2 separate regions of the Mus musculus genome follow, and region 1 is linked to region 2. Evidence: chromatin contacts called from public Hi-C data. All regions are on one chromosome and are shown on one strand. The core of a region is the stretch at or near the end of the contact, and the rest is flanking DNA. Distances in the headings are between cores, read along the strand shown. Region 1 has its middle 140 kb from the start of Tpbg. Region 2 holds the start of Tpbg (trophoblast glycoprotein).

Evidence for each region. Hi-C and Micro-C count contacts between places; a contact is called where the count stands out from the background.
Region 1: a Hi-C map of embryonic fibroblasts shows a contact between it and region 2, with 2.1 times the contacts expected there. The contact joins the enhancer-like site here to the promoter of Tpbg in region 2. A contact is called at or near these places in 2 of 39 promoter capture datasets (embryonic stem cells and liver), 4 of 484 Hi-C or Micro-C datasets (cortical neurons and embryonic fibroblasts), 3 of 115 datasets of contacts at active chromatin or transcription factors (embryonic stem cells and neural progenitor cells) and 2 of 9 other capture datasets (adipose tissue and pancreatic islet).

Annotation. Positions count from the first base shown.
Region 1 is chr9:85,984,286-85,987,136 of GRCm38.p6, forward strand. No RefSeq gene overlaps it. Among named protein-coding and RNA genes, the nearest start is that of Tpbg, 140 kb to the left of the region's middle. Within about 2 kb of position 1,581, at least 23 of the 459 cell types and tissues checked have an H3K27ac peak or open chromatin away from gene starts, as enhancers often do. A contact at or near this core is called in embryonic fibroblasts, where this site is marked.
Region 2 is chr9:85,841,552-85,844,444 of GRCm38.p6, forward strand. Tpbg (trophoblast glycoprotein) reads left to right here and starts at 1,301. Exons shown (of 2, transcript NM_001164792.1): 1 at 1,301-1,404; 2 at 2,100-2,893. The coding sequence starts at 2,429. It overlaps LOC115487186 (a long non-coding RNA gene), which reads right to left and starts at 2,129. Exons shown (of 2, transcript XR_003948199.1): 1 at 2,047-2,129; 2 at 1-1,664.

The DNA.
Region 1 (2,851 bases), core at 331-2,830, 140 kb after region 2:
AAGACTACTGGGAACGGTAAAGAAAAGGTGGGGCAGGGTATTAAACTCACTTCCACTTAAGCTGTGGAAGTTACTATAGTTTACAATGAACAGTAACGTAAATAAACATATAGCACATAACCCGAGGGTACCTGTGAAACATGGGTCTTTACACTAAGTGACTATTTCATGCTAAGAATGAAGGTCCCATTTACCTCCATGTTTTCCCAACAGGTCTATGCAGCATGTTACCCAAAGAACTTCCTTAAGGAACAGAGAGTCTACATCGCATCCCAGCATCATATCCCTGTCCTTCACAAGGGTTGCCAGGTGTCTGTGAATTGTATGAGACTTTGTAGAGCCATCTGTGACTTTGCTGACTTACCAGTTACATGTTGGTGTTATATTTTATTTCCAATCTCACGTTTATCTTTTCCTTTCTCCTACTTTCTTTGATTTTACTTGGTGAGAAATTTCTATATCAATTTGGGCTGCAACCCTACATGTAATAGGGAAGCTGGCTTCTGTCATGAGTTCCAGCTTCCCATTATTGCTCTACACTGGCCAAGGGCACTTTCCTTGATGCATCTTATGACGGTGATGATGCTGAAGTGGTGGATCAGGTTCACAGCAGCTTCCCCATATACTTAGGTTGTAGTCACAGGACCTGAGCTTGAAATACTTGTCAATAGGAGACACTGGATCTAGAACAGGATCTGTTGACAGAAGATGGAAAGAAAAGGCTGGGGTAGTAGAAGTATCTGATGGTGTGTCTGTGCAAGCCCTACTCTACTGAATCCTTGAATCATCACCAGGAGCCAGGTATGTCCTATTTCACAGAAGCAAACAAAGCAAAACCCAACCCCAATGGGTAACGAGGCTCTGCAGCTTCTAAGAAAAAGGAAGCAAAGGAAGCAAGGAACTTAGACTTGGGTTGTTGGAATCCTCCAGGTTCCTAACCACTGCACTCTCTTGCCTGTAGCTCTTTTTTTTTTTTTTTTGTAATTGATCACTCAGAGTTACTGTGATTGATGGGTCTTGTGGGTCATCTAGCTTAGCTAAAATGTCAGGAATCTCTAGGTCCAGTCAGAGATCCTGTCATGGAGGAGTAAGATAGTAGGTGCGGCACACACCACACAAAAACACTTTTTTAATATTTGTTTTTGTATAGTTTAGACAACTAGTAGGTCAGGGCAACAAGTCTAGTCTAGCCAAAAAAAAAAAAAAAAAAAAGAGGTCAGCATAAAACTTGAAAGGAAGTAGAAATTTTTGCCCATCTTTTTCTGTGTATTTCTTCTTTGCTTTCCCGAAATTTTCACTATATATAACATAAGACTTTGTAAGAATGGTAACAATACTAAATGAATCACTACTCTGGCAAAAAAAAAAGACTTAATTTTTGCCATAGACAATAGTAACACTTATTCTTGGACAGGAATCTAGTGAGCAGCTCTGGATGGAATTGCTCTTTGTCCTTCAATATCTGTGTTTGTTCCCAGGGATAATGTCCCTGTAAAACACTATTGCTAGTCTAATATTGCATGGGCTCTCCGCCTTGCATCCTTTACGACCTGCTGCCATGGGAAGTGATTCAGTGAGCTGCTCCTCATCTCAGGAGAGGCTTTGCTCTGACACAGTGGCTCGCAGACATGCAGAGTGAAGCCAACTGCCGCTAAGCCATAAATCAAGCCCTCTGATAACTGACCTGGCAGTTTTTCATCTCAGGTTTTCATTTTATTCACCAGAAATATCCTTTTGGGAATGCTATAAATGCTTTCGGAATGAAAGCAAAGTCAATTGCTTCTTTCGAAAAAAGATAAAAACAGACATTATTTGTTTAAAATGAAATTGGTTGGACTAATTGGAAAGTTATTTGTCTTCGTTTTGTGTGTGTGTGTGTGTGTGTGTGTGTGTTATTTTTATCACCCGTGTTTATCCCTTAAGAAGTAAACATCCTTCAAGGGCAACAAAAAGAGCTTTATAAAATGAAGTACAAAATAAGAAAGATGCATTTAGGTAAAATCAGTTTCCACCCTGCCTCAGGCACAGAGCTCTCCTTCCCCTCCCCACCTTCCTTTAATAACATACCCATGACTCATGCTATTATGACTCTCCTTGTCTCTGTCTCCCCCACCCACACACACTTATTTTTCCCCTCACCAGCCTCTGTGGCCCAAGAGTACAGAGCAGATGAGGCAAGGTCAGCCACCCCACTTCTGTAATTCTGAGATGCTAATATTATTTTCAGTTCTTAAAAAATCCAAAACATGCATTTCTCAATAAATAACATGCCATACTTTCGATAACATAACTTTTGTTTTAAATGTAAATTGGGCATTTTTATTCTTTGACAGTTTCATGTGTGTATATAATGAACTTTATTGTTTTCCCATGTTCCTCTTTTCTACTCTTTCATCCCTCATTTCTCTTCCTATCTATTCAATATAGCACTTGGAGTCCTAGTTAGAGCAATAAGACAACAATAGGAGATCAAGGGGATACAAATTGGAAAGGAAGAAGTCAAAGTATTTCTATTCTCAGATGAATGATAGTATACACACACACACACACACACACACACACACACACACACATACATATATATACACACACACACCCCAAAATTCTGCCAGAGAACTCTAACAGCTGAAAAACACCTTCAGCAAAGTGGCTGAATAAAAAATTAACTCAAATAAATCAATAGCCCTCCTGATAAATGGGCTGAGAAAGAAGTTAGGGAGACAACACCCTTCATAATAGCCACATATAATATGTCTTGGTGTAACTCTAACCAAGCAAGTAAAAGACCTGTATGACAAGAACTTCAAGTCTCTGAAGAAAGAAATTGGAGAAGACCTCAGAAGATAGAAAG
Region 2 (2,893 bases), core at 51-2,550:
TTAGATAAATGTGCTGAAGATGCAAATTAATGAAACTGTCTTTTTGCACAAATCTCTGCAGTCTCCAGGCTCTGCAGCTTTTTTTCCTGGGCCATTTTGGCTGGTGTTTCTGTGGACTATCTTTCCACAGAAAGAAACAGCCATAGACTCAGAATTGGACCGCCACAGTCATGATGCATGTTGTGGGGAACAATCCCCGGCTTCCTTAACTTGATACTTTTATTATACTGGGTCTTCTTTTTCCCAGCCTTATCTCTCCTATCGTTTCTCTCTCTAAAATGAAATAGTCTGTAATCACCCACACCTTTTAACTTGGGGAAAATTTGACTGAGGAAAAGCAGATAAGACTTTTTGAGAGAGCAATGAGAGGGCGTTCGGGACTCCAACTCTCTCCAGACTTAATGACATTGGTCCTATAAGCATTCCAGTCGTTTCCCTAATCCATCATCCGGCGCCTGCCAGCGCCCCCTGGGAGACAGACTTTGGGACAAACTTCTTTCCCAGGTCAGCCCGCCCACCTCCCGCCGCGAGCGCTCCCTGCGTAAGTGACTTGTGCTGACACAACGCACCGCATCTGGTGTAGGGAGCTTTCCGGGTGACTCACGTCTTTGCAATTTGCTTTTGTTTCTGGGGTGTTTTAGCTGCAATTTTCTTCCCTCTGGTTTTAATTTTGAGAGGAGGGGGGAAAAAACCACCCATAATGAATCAAGAATGAGTGTCCTTTCCAGTAACCCTCCCCCACTTTAAAGTTGACTGTCTTTACAAGTTTGATAACTACCCTAGACGTGCGGGGGCGGCACAGGTAGGAAGGCATTAACTAACTACCTCATAAACTGAAGTTGCCAGCCAAACCGAGCCACGAGAGAGGAGACTTTCTGAATCTCCCTCACAACCCAGGCGTTTGCCGCGGCGGATGTAACCTGTGCAGCTCCTTCTTCTACTGCTGCTTTGCTCACGCTTAAATCCCTCTCCTCACTGCCAGCGGTGCCAGAAGCAGCGTGAATTCCAAGAGGTCCACCAGCGGTTTTGTTTCTGTCCGAGGTAAATACGCTATGCAAAATACGGAACCACCAAAGGATGCCGGGGAGGGGGAACAGAAGGGGAATCCCTCACCTTCTCGGGATGCGTTGCTCATTTATCTCCGCCTAGGGGAGTCGCCCAGCCTAGGTTGCCCCTCGTATCCCTCCCTGAAGCCCCTACCTGGGGCAGCAGAGGTGGCCAGCGCGGCGGCGATCTCTCCTGCAGCCCTGGCCCTCCCCCGCCCCCCGGCTTGGTTTTTCCCAGCCGTGGAGGTTGGGCCAGGGGCTGGGGTTGAGAGGAGAGTCGGCGCCCGCAGCAGGAGCTGGGAAGGCGCGTGGACTCGGGTGGCCCTCGGAGTTGGCTTTGCAGGCGCGGGGTGCGGAGGTGAGCAGTGGGGACCGAGCGGCCAGGTTTGGAGCCTGGAGGCGGGACCAGGGTTCCTTTCTATACTAGGGCGTGAAGAGAGCCGGGGGGGGGGGGGTCCTGGCTGCCACACCGCCCACGGTCCCACGGCCGCTTTGTTGGCGGGTTCCCTCCGTTTTTCTGGAGATGTCTGGATCCTCTCGGGATCGGGGAGCTGGGTGGCCAGGAACTGGGGAGTCGAGAGTAGGCGACAGCTGTACGGCTCTGCTCCCCTTTTCACACTAATCCAAGGAGGTACCAAAAAAAAAAAAAAGCTCTTAAGAGTCCCGTAACCCGAAACTTCGCTCTCATCCCAAGGTGGGAGGGGGAGGAGCGGCGGGGGCGGGGACCCCGGAAGGCAGGTGGTCGGCCGGGGCGGTAGGAGCTGGGATCCGGAAAAAGGAGAAGTTTGCTCGCTGGACACCGCGGGGTCTGCGTGAAGTTCTAGGCGGGAGGAGGGCAATCCGGGCAGGAGCCAGGCGGGAGGTGGCCCGGGTCCTGATGGTGTGGGCCCGGAAGAGGTAGGCTTAGCGCCTGGGAGTGGGGACCGCGTCCCACTAGGGAGGAAGGACGCACACAGAAGCTTGGGCCGGGTTGCTAGTGTGGGGACTACTTGGTTCGTACTCGGGGAGCTGCGGCCGTCACTCCTCCTCACGCTTCTCTCCCGCTTGTCCCAGGTCGCTCATCCGATCCTGCCCTGAGAGAGGCGCCAACAAAGGAGTTGAGGAGGTGCCACCCACCCCAGCTGCGGCGGGAGGAGGAGCGCCAAGGCCCGTGTCCCGACCCGCCGTGCGTACTCACTGGAGGGAAGGGCGGGGTGCCGCTCCGGGAGGGGGACGCCCGGTGGCTCGGGGTTAGCCAAGTTCCAGCTTTTGGCGTCCCCTCCTCTGCTCCCACGCGAGGAAAGTTTGCCGTCGACGCTTGCGGCCGGCTCGCGCCCGCCGGGCCCAGGCGGTCGAGTCTTCGGAGCGGGCGCTGTCCCAGCTCCGGGGAACCGCGAGCCGCGATGCCTGGGGCGGGCTCCCGGGGCCCCTCCGCCGGGGACGGACGGCTGAGGTTGGCAAGGCTGGCGCTAGTGCTGCTGGGTTGGGTCTCCGCGTCGGCCCCCAGCTCTTCGGTACCCTCGTCTTCCACCTCCCCGGCAGCCTTCCTGGCCTCGGGGTCTGCGCAGCCTCCGCCAGCCGAGAGATGCCCCGCGGCGTGCGAGTGCTCCGAGGCGGCGCGCACGGTTAAGTGCGTGAACCGCAACCTGCTGGAGGTGCCGGCGGATCTACCGCCTTACGTGCGCAACCTTTTCCTTACCGGCAACCAGATGACCGTGCTCCCGGCGGGCGCCTTCGCCCGCCAGCCGCCGCTCGCCGACCTGGAGGCGCTCAACCTCAGCGGCAACCACCTGAAGGAAGTGTGTGCAGGTGCCTTCGAGCATCTGCCGGGTCTGCGCCGGCTTGACCTCAGCCACAACCCTCTCACC